Regions from separate parts of the Drosophila melanogaster genome. Here region 1 is linked to region 2. A link is a contact called in public Micro-C data. All regions are on one chromosome and are shown on one strand. The core of a region is the stretch at or near the end of the contact, and the rest is flanking DNA. Distances in the headings are between cores, read along the strand shown.

The links. Hi-C and Micro-C count contacts between places; a contact is called where the count stands out from the background.
Region 1: a contact with region 2 is called in a Micro-C map of syncytial blastoderm embryo. A contact is called at or near these places in 52 of 107 Hi-C or Micro-C datasets (the Clone 8 cell line, the D17-c3 cell line, the Kc167 cell line and 22 more).

Annotation. Positions count from the first base shown.
Region 1 is chr2L:3,231,679-3,238,432 of dm6, forward strand. No RefSeq gene overlaps it. Among named protein-coding and RNA genes, the nearest start is that of lncRNA:CR45336, 25 kb to the left of the region's middle.
Region 2 is chr2L:3,196,343-3,202,906 of dm6, forward strand. It overlaps CG34393, which reads right to left and starts at 4,154. Exons shown (of 13, transcript NM_001298649.1): 1 at 4,128-4,154.

The DNA of each region.
Region 1 (6,754 bases), core at 878-3,377, 33 kb after region 2:
CGTGTTGTCCTTAAAAGGGTGAGTGGCAGTTGGCCCATTAACGCATCGCCGAGCTGCTTGGTTTTGCATAATTAGAAATACCTTACGACCCACGCACGCTCACACACATAAATAGCGGCCTTTTCACAAGTAAATGGGTCCTCTCCATGTAATACAATTTAAATATACCATTGTGCGAAAAGAATCCCACTGTCCACCGCCATGGTAGCCCCCATAGAAGCCCCAAGCCCCAGGTGTAACTGATAACGTTGTTTACTCAGTCGCCACAAACACCTTCTCCACGTTCGGATTTCGTCCGAGGACTACACAAACAAGTGGCTAAGTGGCAGTATCCTTGAATCAGGTGTTAAGAGCAATGACTGTCGCCTGTGGACGGAATGGGTATTCAGCTCAGACTGTTTGGTGTTTAGTTACAGCTGGAGGTCCTGTAATTAAAGTTGCTCCGAGTCCACAATGGACGAGAATTTTAAATGTCTACTGTGTGTCAAGAGAATATAGCATTTTTAGATATTTGCGTAGGCAAAATAAATATTCTAATTATTCTAAATTTTTATCTAGAAATAAAAATGCAAGCTAAATTCTAGTATTACAAATTCAGTAACAGTCAGCCATAAATCGATTTGGAACATTTATTTTACGCAACTTTCTTTCGCCGCATTTCCATCTAAATTTAATGGCCATCTCCACGAAATTAGCGCAATCAATTTGTAAATTCGTTTTAGCTGAACGCGTGTCCTTCGGCAAGTTGATTTTGTTGCCATTATTACGAGAATTATTGTGGCCATAATTTGTTTGCAATTTGTTTGCCAAATTTATTTGTTCTAATTTGCATTCGCCAGAGTGTTTACATTAAGATCTTCTTATTCCATAAATCGAATTAAATCGACGACTGTCTGGACGGTAGGCTGTATTGGTTTTGCCCCGAAAGTAGACCAATATTTATGGAGTGTCTGTTCATGGAAACATTGGGGGCGAGGCGTCTGGGAGAGGACGCAATCATAATATTGGTCCGTCTGGTTTCGGGCATTCTTTTGCTACATATCTGCCACGGATTTTGGCATTAATTCGGGCTTATTTATTTTTGTAATCGCTGTGAAAATATAACCGTCGTAATCTTGTCTTCATAATTGTAATCAAAATGTACATTTTATGTAAATGAATTCCCACCCCCCCACCACATCACAATTTCTAGTTCGGCAAACGCTTATTTCCCCTCCAAATTTGACAAGCAAGAGCGCCAAGACTGTGGCTGGGATTTTAATTAAAATTTATGTTTTAATCCTGATTACGTGTCCTCGCCCAATGTTCGTATTAGGAGCACACATGTACCCATCTGTTTGTGTGATTTTAGCCGCCGGTTATGTGTGCGCAAAAGTTGACAACTCTGTCGCTGCTCTCATTTCGTGTTTTTCCATGTTTTTTGTTTTTTACCATTTTGGGTCACTATTTTTTGTAACCATCTTTTTGCAACTGCCATTTTCATAACAATTTTCGGTTTGATATTAAGCGAGTGCCAGATTACCCAAAACTGTCGCAGCTTTTGAGTTCCTTGTTCTGTAAGGAAAACCCTAAATTCGTTGGCCTTTTTTGTCCAGCTTATCTTGTTCTTTGACGTGCTAGCCTGCTAGTTTTCCTGCCAATTAAGTTTTGTGTTTCCTTTTAGACTTTCAGTCCTTTCAGCGTTTTCTTTGACACTTTCCGAGATTTGCATGTGCATCTTTTCGAGCACGAAAAGTAGCTGCAAGGAGCAGCAGCAAAAGATGTTAGAAACATGCACGGATTTAAGAATTCTCCAGCATTTTTAATTAAATTTCTGATGACATGCCACTCTGTGTAAGCACTTGAATATTTATATTAATGGCCGCGTTGGCCAAACAACGTGGCATAAAAACGGCGCTGTGATGAAAAAATATGAATTACATAACGTGTCACGGAGTATTTGTTTTGTGTAGCCTTAAACAAAGACCCCGGAGTGGGTAAATAATACTGTGACAATAACGAAACACTTGTCTCATTTTGTTGTGGGTTCAAAGGAATTCCCTTCAATTTAGCAGTTGAGTGTCAAATAATTGTGACAGCTGTTGTGGAAGAACAGCCTACAATACCAGTACGTAATTAGGTAAAGACCTTCAATAAAGCCATTTGAGATATTCAAGACCCATCAACCGAAATTTATGCACAACCCTTCCCTTGTGCTTCTGTCTTCACCCAAGCGAAGTGACCCTTACCTGATTGCTTTCATTTAAAGTTGAATCTCTTGTTAAGTGGCAGGTAACTCACACTGTTTTTTAACCCACTCCGGTAAAGTGCATCAATAATTTCTCACTTTTATTACTGCACTTATCCGGATCCGTTCGGGTTTCACCTGTCATTTGGTCGATCGTCATCGTCATCGTCACTCTCTTGGTTGACTTTATTGATGGACAGCCGGGGCGCCTCAATTATGATTTGATGGCTTTCTGCTCGACCGTGTCACACGTTGCGTATGCGTAATACTTGACACATGGCCGGCAGCCAACGCCATCTAACGTTTCGGCCTCAATCCTCGTCACTGGAGTCGCTAAAAGCTTTCCCATTCACCCACCCACTCACTCAGGTATCTATCACCTGTGGTGCTGACCACATAGGATTACAAAAACTCGCTAAATCTGTGAAACAACAGAAAAAACCAAGGTTTGGAAATAGGATATAAAAGTGTCTACAACAACTATTGCAACTATTACTTATAGGTTTAAAAAAAACATAATAAAAGTTTTACTATTTATAAAATATATCATAAAGGGCTTTTCAAATAGTCAGATTTGGCTAGAAAATTGGGCAGAACCGATCGACTGGCTGGCAGCTGCCTAATGTCGATTGGTTGGCGGAAAAGTTAAAGAAAACTCGGTTGCAATCAAGAGCATTGAAGGGCGGCCATCACGTAAATTGAGATCATTGTGGTGCAGTGGATGCACTGGCAGCCAAGGAGTAAACGTGCCTGTTGCGGTTGAGATTCCTGTGGCATCCTGGCCACGTCGAGGTGCTCCACGGCCACAGCAACACATGACCAACAATTTCAAAGTCATTAAGACAAGCCGGGGCAAAGTTTTCGAACGAAAGAAAGAAATTGAAACGCCGGCGAATTGGCCAGCGAGCTGCAAACTTTTTTACGGCGCTGCAGCAGCATCAAAATGGCCACAAAATCATCATTCATCCGGAGCTGACTTTAATGCGATTTTGTCCCATTTCCCCAGGTGGCATTCGAGTAATTGAAACTCGAATGCAACTGGCGCTGCAGCTCGTCATGCGTCGGGGCAAAAGTTCAATTGCATTTTAATGAACATTTCGACTGCCGCTGACCGAGCAAAGTTCGAGAGTTCCGAGCTCGAATTTGGGTTTGGATTTTCAGTTTGGGGTGCGAGTCCTCCGGCTCGCCAGAAGAAATAAATAAAAGCGAGCATGTCACTAACTTTGTCTGGCTGGAAAAGCTCCATCCGCTTTCCTCCTGCTTTCCCCCACTGAGTTTTTCCACTGGTATCGGCATGGCAAACAAATGCACTTCGGGCTAAACAAGTGTTTATGCAGAGCCTAACTGGGGCCACTGTGTGTGTTTCTCCTGCTCCTCCTGGCACCGAATCCCAGTGATATTTGCTGGGAAAATGGCACAAATCTATGGCTGAAAGAATGGTACTTCTGTGTGCTCTCTGCTTGAGCCGGTTGGCCTTATTGCCCAGTCAAGATTTTCCATTATTCCGAAACGCCAGTCAGGCAATCAATTTGTTTCAAAACCAATAAACACAATTTAAGCAAGACAATGTCGGAAGGTTGAAAGCTTTCGCCCTGAGCGAAATTAGTCCTTTCATTCTGATCAAATATCCGCTCTGTCTTGTTGGCCTGGAATTATTCATAAATTTTTCACACTCCTGCACAACTTGACAAAAACTATTGGTCGCATGAATATTTATGCCAGGGTATCAGAGTGTGCGAGAGTTTTCTCGGCTGCATGTTAGAATAGAGAATATAGAATATAAATTACTTAAATCCACGAGGTTTTGTAATTATTTAGTCGAAAAGTATGCAGTAAAGAGTGTATTTCAATATTCAGCTTTGTGTCGAAACTCAACCTTTTTAGATAGCTTTAAGTCGTGAGAAGTCCTCTGCAGCTCAGTAAAATGTTTTGTTTATCTTTAGCTTTGCAAACTTTATAAATTCCTAGGTTAAAGTAAGGACGTTAGAATGGTAATAGAATTTTAATTGCTGCTGTGCAAAGCTGCTCCGGAAACCACTGCCAATTACGGTAGTGAGATTTTCATAACAATCAACGTGTGTTTTAAACTAAATCTTAAAGTTTGCCTATTGTCTGCAGTGGTAAAAAAAAACGTCTTGAACTACTTGCCAGTGCGCTTAATTAATTTTAATCAAATCAATGTGCAATACTTGTAAGTTCAATCAACTGAAACTATTAAACTATGGCCAGCATTGGCTGCTCGGTGCATCATAATTTCGAATGCCATTTGCAGTGAACGCACTAAATTCTCCGCTCGAGGCAAGTGGAATTACCTAGATATATTGGTTTTGATGTTTGATTTTATTTTTTTTACTCAGTTTCATTCCGGCAAACACTGTTTGTTTTCGCATGCGGAAACGCACACATTCGAGGTGTCGGATAAATGGATAGGGGCTCCATGTCTATACTCTTTGAAAATTGATGATGGCGTTGATTGGTCCATATTTCGGCCCCCACTTCCCATTTATGTGCACGTACATACACATATCTCTATTTATTCCGCCTCAGTTGAGCGATCCAACGATTTTAAATTACGATTTGAGCGGCGAGCAGTCATAATTATATGCATCGCTCAGAAAGTGCATTTGCATTTTAAAGTTTTGTTTTCGACTGTGATGGAGTTGTTTTCCCCATTCCACTTCGAGTCCTGCAGCCCAAAAAATTGTCGAATGTGCGGCGTTTTTCAGCGACAGCTTGACATATTGTGATAAATGATATACTCCACATAAATGAATGTGCCAAGTCGGTCAGATAGTATTAAAGATACATTTTAAAGTGCAGGTACTTCAGGACTCAAGGATGCTTATGCCAGGCAATCTCATTACGCACATTAAATATTTGTGCGATACAATATATGCGCTTCTTTTGATTGTTGTTTTTAAGGACGTGTCCTTTTGGCCCCTGCTCCGATTATGAGTATTATCCTCGGAGGTTAATCGAGCGTGTGAATGCTGCGCGCATTGTCAGACGTCGGGCATAAAAACAAAACCCAAAATCAATCGGAGCACGGACGCACAACAAATGGCATCGTATCGATATGTGAGTTCAGCGGAGTGCGAGGACTCTGAATATAAATGCGTTTCGGTGGCAGTCTACATCTGTGTTTTCATAACCAGCTTATTTGTCTAGTTGCTCACGTTGCGCCAGCAAATATCCACTCAGATCGCAAATATATTTTTTCCCCTCCGCCAACTCGTTTCATATTTATGAGGTCCTGTTCGACGGCTTGAGGAAATGTGTTGGCACAAATGAAAGCTCTGTCGATTTCCCTGGAAAAAATTGCTGTTGCACGGCAATTTTCATGCGAGTTTCGTGCCACCAATTGCAAAATTATTTCGTATTTGTTTTGGGGCTCATTAACATGAAAATGTTGACTGTGTTCCCATGTTTATTTTACGCCCTATTTATTTTGACAAGTATTTAAAACAGTAAATATTTTCCTATTTCTACATAATTATTTATAGTTTCAAATCAGAATCTAGATTAATTTATTTTTATCTTTTTTTAGCAGTATGATACTAGTGCAATCGAAAGATAAGCACATTTAAATGGAACTTTTTCCAGCTTCTTTCTGGCTTAAGACTGATGCTGTTAGCCTGATTCGCTCCATTTAACCTTAATATTCACTTTGCTTCAATCCTCTACAGTTCTGCTGCTTATCTTTAGTTGCAGACAGCATTAACCGGCATGGCAGGAAGTCATCCTGTTGCTGTCAGTCTGTCAATGTCGACTGGCCTGTCAGCCTCCGGAGCACTGTCCATTTTTTAGGGCACCTCGACGAGGGCACAGGTGTTCCTCGGGCAGACATTTAAAGTGGATGAGGTGAGCTACCTGAGCATTGTCAGCAGGGTAAACATTTATATGCTTAAATTACGCATACGCAGCGTGTGCCAGTCGAACAATACGTTACCCAGCTTTTGTATTGTGTCAACATAATTTAATTTGCCGACGCAGCCAGCTGACAATTCCAAAGTGATATCCTTTTGTATACGCTGGTATATATGTACTCAACCCCTTGGCGAGGGAAAGCGACTTGGGCTTGATATACACCGTGGGATTAAATGGGGCACAAGAAAATAAAAACATAAAAATAAGAAAACCTTTCTAGCTTTCACCATTCTCTTTAGCAGTTGAAGGAATTTAAATATTTTGAAAAATCATAAAGTTGCAGCTATCAAAAAACAAGGTATGTCTCCTCCCAACAGGCTTTTCTTTGCATAAAGCGCGGGGCACGTGGCGCTTGCAACCCGTCGAGTGGCACTTATTAAAGCGTCAATTACTCACTCACATTTTGTTTGCCCAGCTCAAGAGAGTGTGCTTGTGTGCGTCAAAGGTTGACAATGTGTGTGTGTGTGTATGTGACGTTAACAGGCTTGTTAATTGCGTGGGCATAAACAGCGCTAATTGGCTAGCTAGACGCAGGTGCAGCGATAGTTCCCTAATTGCCACCCAGAGTTCGCCACTTATCTATGCCAGTTGTTTGACCAG
Region 2 (6,564 bases), core at 2,904-5,403:
AAGTCACGGTTTTGGCCCTCATCCTGGTCGATGGCGTCGATTCGGAACCCCAAGGAGCAGCTGCTGCAAGTGTCCTCGAATCTATTAGCATAAAACTGATAAAAATAAAGTGATGTCGTTGTCGTTGTCGCCGTTGTCAACAAGCAGCACTGGCAGTGCAAACAGCGAGCGGCAAACAAACAACAACAATCAGCTAACAAGAAAGTGATAACAAATTTGCGTTGCTTTTGGCTAAGCACTTTTAGCCAAGAAGAAACCGCAGACTGGTGTAAAATCCAGGAGCGGGAATCTTCAATGCTTTTGCATTTTTAGAACTTCATCTTGGTCAAGTTATTTTCGCTTTGAATTAAGTTTCCTTTGTTTGAAATATTAAGTTTAGGATGTTATTATCATTTTATATTCCGAATTTTTGTTTTGAATTTAAATCGAGTTTTCTTTTTTAAATTATGCCAGCTTTTTTTTTAGATTTCTATGTTTTGCCTGATTATATAATTAAGTCATGGTAAATCGTTTTATATAACTATTTTGCTCCGCAATTTAAATGGTTTATTTACATTTCCCCATTTTCCATTAACGTTCTATTTGAATGTTTTGCTATTTTGTTTACTCTCACTTCTCTTGTTTTTTGTAGTTTGCTCTCAATTTTTTAATTTTGCCCGGGATTTAAAATCAATTATGCTTTGCTTTATTTCTAGTTGTTGTTGTTATTTATTGCTTTTTGCATAGACCCAGCGAATTGGAAAAAACCATTGATTTGCCATATTTATCACTTTATTGCATTTGCCCAGCAATGGGAATTTTCGATTAAATGCTTTGGTATCCATTTATCTATTTACTTACAACTTTTGATTTGTAATGATAGTTTTTTGTTACGGAATATATGCGATTTTGATAGGCTTACATAATTGCTGTATAAAATTGATTTTGCCACTCTTTTTTACTCAACAGCTGTAAGAAAATAGCTTAAGTAAATAAAAGTTATTAATTATCACTTTTAAAAAAGGGAATCCCATAACAGTAGAATTTGATATATTAACTTTTTATTTACAAAACAATTTTTGTGCTTATTTATGCTACTAAACTTATATATTTCAAAAAATTAAAAAAAATGGTCCTATGTTATTTAAAAATTAACTATATTTAACACTTGACGCTCACAACATTTTTTAAGGCCAAGTAGTAAAAATAACAATTTTTCTATTGAATTAGTTCTCAGCCGAGCACTTTATAATTCATTTAGTAGAAGTTTCTCCACAAAAGTAATTTGGATCTCAAAGTGCTTGAATATGAAGGAACTTTTCAGCTATTTTCCTTGCTGTTCAGAAGAATTTTCTTTTGTTCCTCGAAGGGCATTCAGTATTTACATTAGATTTAATTAGCATTTTTCACGCTTTTGTCTGCGGACAGAAACGTGTGCTAATAAAAGCTGCCTTCAAATTACATTGACATTGTCTCTGGGCTTGTAAACTTGGCGCCATTTGTAAGGTTTTAACGAAGGCAAAGTTAAAAAAGCGCTTTTCACTTGATTTTTCCTTCCCTTCGTTTTCCAACTCGACTCACAACTTTTCCGCCTGTCTGCCGATTTTCACTAGGAACAGCTTAAATGTGAGAAAAGCCTCAAAGCGAAAAAAAAAAACTGAAATAAAAAAACGACAAGAAAACTGTCAACGCCATGGCTTTGTGTGTCATAAAAGTGGCGCAGGAGGAAAACCGAAATTAAATTACTTCGACTTTCGATGGCGGAGCATAAAAAATGCATTTGGGTCAGCGCCCTAAATTCTGGCGATGTCCAAAATTAATGCAATGCCAGCGACAAGAAAGCCAATTTAATGACTTTTGAATTGTTTTATCAGGCAATTTATTGCAATCACCGCATCCACCAGGCAACCGCAATAAACCTAATCCATGCAAATTATTCTCGCTCTCATTTTTTTTTTTGATTTTTTATCTGCTCTTCACATTTTTATGGCAGCTGACGAAAAAAAGTCAGGGAAATCGGCTCAAAGTCTAAAAGTATTTTGGCATCATCATCAATCTTTTTCGCCGAAATGTTGGCAACTGCACTGCCAAGACAATTGACAAATTGACGATAGGGTTTTCCGATGGCATTTTCCTTGGGTTCTGCTTATGCAAATGCAGCTGAGAGTTGGTGGAAATTTTTGCGACGAGCCGAATTATAGCTGATACGAATTGGATGGACTTGGATCGATTCGATATAAATGGGATACCTTCGATATTTCTTCCATATCAACAGGAATTCTTCCACTCTGCTGATGTATTGGCAATACCATAAAGGAGGCAGGGACATTTCTGAGCTCTCGCAGTGGGGAAACTTAATTACAGGATGTATCTGCTCGGATGCGTGCCAGATATTCCATCAATTAATGATTCTCCATTACGCGATTGCAGTTGAAGCCAAGGATTTTCCCGCCAGCCAGAGCTTCGTGGGTGGCATTAATCGAGAATGCATTATTGTTAAACAGGCATAAGTAAATGGCAGTCGCTGTCCGAGTCCGGAAATGAGCAGTTTAAGCCAACTGCAATGGCGCACGCAGAGGCGGGTTAATAAAGGCCTCCAACCGGCCCGAAAACGGTGAACAAACTGTTGGCCAAATGGCCACCGCATACATATGTATATTGACGCGCGCATATATTGGCATATCGGAGGCAATGAGGCACCCGGACATTATCGACATTAACCGGCAATGTAACAGTAACAGTAACGGTTACGGGAACACATAAATTATGCATGATTTTTGCGAAGCGACGCATTGCTGCGTTTGCCAATTTTTGCTTCTTTTTGCTCCTTTTTATCGCATGAATTTTAAGCGAGTGAAATGCCTCGCCATTTATGCGTGCGTGTGTGTGTGTGTGATTGGGAGAGGCTGAAATTACAAGTTAATCGAACGTTGCATACTTACTGGGGCAGCCAGTCGGCTGGAACCATATGCGATATTGCTTATTGATGCCCCCCGAAGCACAGTTTCAGTTTCAGCAATTTAAATTCATATTTATTGATTTTTTGGCTAAGAAATCGCTGCTCCAATTGCTTCCTCTGAATTACAAGAGCGCTGAATCCAATGGATGGGTGTGGTATTGTCCGATCAACTATCTATCCATTAGAAAAATGGAGGGAGGGATTTGGTAACTAAGTATTCAAGGGTTAACAATTTAATCAGATCTCGCTCTGTGAGCTATTCGCACATTACTTTTTTTTTACTATTTCAAATATTTGTTGATATTTCTCTTATCACTTGATTATTTAACTATTATTTGTTGGTTTCTTTTAAATGCCCAAATCTGTGGCCGCACTGATAAATCCGATCTCAGAACCGCACACTTACAGAATCCACGACGAACTGAAGTGGAGTGCCAACTTCGAAGGCATGTTAAGCGAGGTTCGACTGTTTTTGGCTCAACGTAACAGTGTCCTGAAACTGTTCGAAGGGAAATTTTATGGGAGCGCTGAACAGGACCTGTGTCATCGAACATGTTGCAAGTGGCTAGAAGAATTGGGGAACGCGGCTTCTGTGGAACTAACACAACTTCCACGTTTTTTAAATAAAGCGAACAGTAATACATACAATTAAATTATTTAAAATACTTTTTTTTCAATTTAAGATTTTGTGTTTTCTGTGCTTGGTAAACATGCTGCATACTTTTAGAATAAAATATCTCAAGGTTGGATATTTTAATAACCAAAGGGTTTCTTTAAATCCAAAAAAGGTTGGGTATTCAAGCCCCTGAAAGTGTTGGTGGCTTTATCAAATAATGCCTTTAGATTGTGACAACACATACTCGAGTGCCACATATTCTTGCAACTCAGCTTCCACACTGCCCCACATTATCCTGCGCAACAAATTGCTTGTCATGTTAACAGCACTCCACCATCGCATTGCTTTAATTAGCCGGGCTCATATGGCCAGCATAACACCTAAAAGAATTTAGAAGCGTGCCATGTAAATGGGAGCTCATCTACTTGATGGGTGGACGTGGGGCGGTGGCAAGGGAGTTTTATCTAGGACCCTGAAACATCCCATGGTAACTGATATCTGTGCTTACTCAGCTGCGTTGTCAAACGTCTGGCAGTGGTTTTTTCCTGCTATTTGTCTGTGGAAAATACTTACGATTGTGGGCGTGGATCGAGTCGAATGTGTGGATGCAGAAAAATCGTCTAGGCCAGTAGCAAAAGTTCACACAACAAATTAGCGAAATCAATTTGAAAATTTTATTGAGTCTTCTAACTTTGCCTTGGGGTCAGCAGCATTTAGGACTGGCACAAACACACCTCGGCTCGGCCCTTGGCCAGCAATTTTTGAGGTCACTGCGAGTTTGAGTTTTGATGCCGGGCTAACTTTGCGATGCAAAGGCGAAACTTTTAAGTAGTGGCTTAAATTTTATATTCCTACCAAAAATGTTCGCTCAGATCCCCACCCCTCACCCAATGCGACTTTTTGTCGGCCGCTTTGGCAAGTTTAAATGTTTGCTGGGAATTTTAATTCATTTATAAAATGTGCCGTGTGGATTAAGTGCAGTCGCATGGTCGACTCTTAAATTAATGAAATTCTGTGTGTTCTCAGTGTAAGATATCCGCAAGCTTTTTGTCTCTGCGCCAATTAGCAAAATGCTGGGAAACAGCTGAAAACCATATTCACGAGGACCAAATGTTGGGCGGGTTTTGATAAGGAAACCGTGTGTGAAAATTTCTCCTTGTGGCTGAGTTTACTATTTAGCACATGGTGTGCTTGCAAAGAGCAACAAGTTTAAAGCTTGACATTTTCTTATTTCAAAGTATGGTAGTTCGTTTAATGGAATCCTTTTGGAATCTAACAAAGTATCTCACCACTTTGTAGTGTCACTAACTCGTGTTTTTCAACCTGACGTTCCACAATCAACCGGATCGGTTACTTGAATTGGCAATCCATTGTCTAACCTAATGTTTGCTCTCTTGTGGCCAAGTTTTGGGAAAGTTTTTGTGCCTTTTATTTTTGGCCTGGCCAAATGTTAAATGTTTTCGTTCGTGAACTTTTTAAACGCTTTCTCGATACTTGGCCGTGTTCTGCGGCTGCTTCAGTTACCTCTGGCCAAATCGAAGTGCGCAACTTTACTAACTTCTTTTACTTTTATTCCTGCGGTCGCTTGGCAACATCTTGAATGGTATTTATGTTCCTTACACTTGTTATCCATGCGAAGACAAATCGATGAATGGAGCACATGTACAAAATATGCACTCTAAAGTTTTACAATCAAGTAATACAATACATTTTAAAATCGCCAAAAAGGGAGTTTATTTTACTGCGCACTTGTAAGCCATTTGGAAATATTAAGATATCTGTGGAAATTGCTTAAAAGTGAAATCTTACCCATTCTTTCGCTGAGTGGCGTGTTTTCGTGCAGGTCCATAATTTATTGAACTCGAACTCAGGAGGCAACATTAATTTATTTGCCAGCTGCAAGAGAGCTTTCTGTTTACCTCAGGGCCAGCAAAGTGCAGTTGCCGAAGGACTTGGACTTGCACTTGTGAGGGGCGGGGTTACTTGGCTATAAGCCTGCGGAATGACATGTCAGTTGGTTGGCTGAGATAGCGGGATTACCGACACATGCAAATTGAAGCTGCTGGACGGACTGAGTGGGAAGACTCCGTCTAATCCAATTTCGATTGCTTAATCCACCATGACTGACACTAAGAGCCAAGTTGAAAGATGGTCGAGTGGGTTGGTGGTTGGGTGTTGGGGTAGTTCGCTGGTTGGGCTTTCGGACTCCACATCTTTACGCACCACAGCACTTCAAATACTCAAGCTAGCTATTGAATTACGCACCCACACATGTCAACATATCATGTTACACTTCACTTTGTGTGTGCGCTAAGTAAGTTGTAGTTCGGCAGGCCAGGAGCGGAAACGGAAACGCTGCTTCTGCTACTTCTGCTGCTCCTGCTGCTCCTGCTGCTGCTCCGCACACATAAAATCACAATGTTGACCCTTTTATTTCGACTGGAAGTTTTATAACCAAAAGAATCGGGGCTAAAGGAAACACACACACACACACGCACAGCTCACCCGAAAATAAAGCAGCTCAAGCTGTGTGTTTGCTTAAGTTTTATGTGTGCACAGATTTTACGAGCGAGCTGGAACAGCATCACGTAGCTCAAGGCCCGGCTTAGTGACCCCTGACCCTTGCCCGGGGTCACTTGGCAATGGGATGCATTTTAAATGGGCTTATCTCCCTACGGATGTCCTGCGCAACATGGCCACAAAACCAAAATCCACCTGACATGCTGCGATGCTGGAAAAAAGCGATCCGTTCGAATGAAACTCATTAAAAGCAATTTAAAAGATAATTGTTTTTGTTAAATACTCTTTCGAAGTGAAATGGTTATACTATTAAGTATACACTTCAATAAAATAATATACTCACTTCATGGTACTAGCGAAATATGGTTGTGAGATGCTGTAGTTAATTAGAATTCCAATTACTTCTGATGTAGTTAATAAAGTCTCAAAACGCAGTTGGTCATTTTATCTTTATTTGGTTTTTATTAAGCGAGTGTACATTCCAGATCTA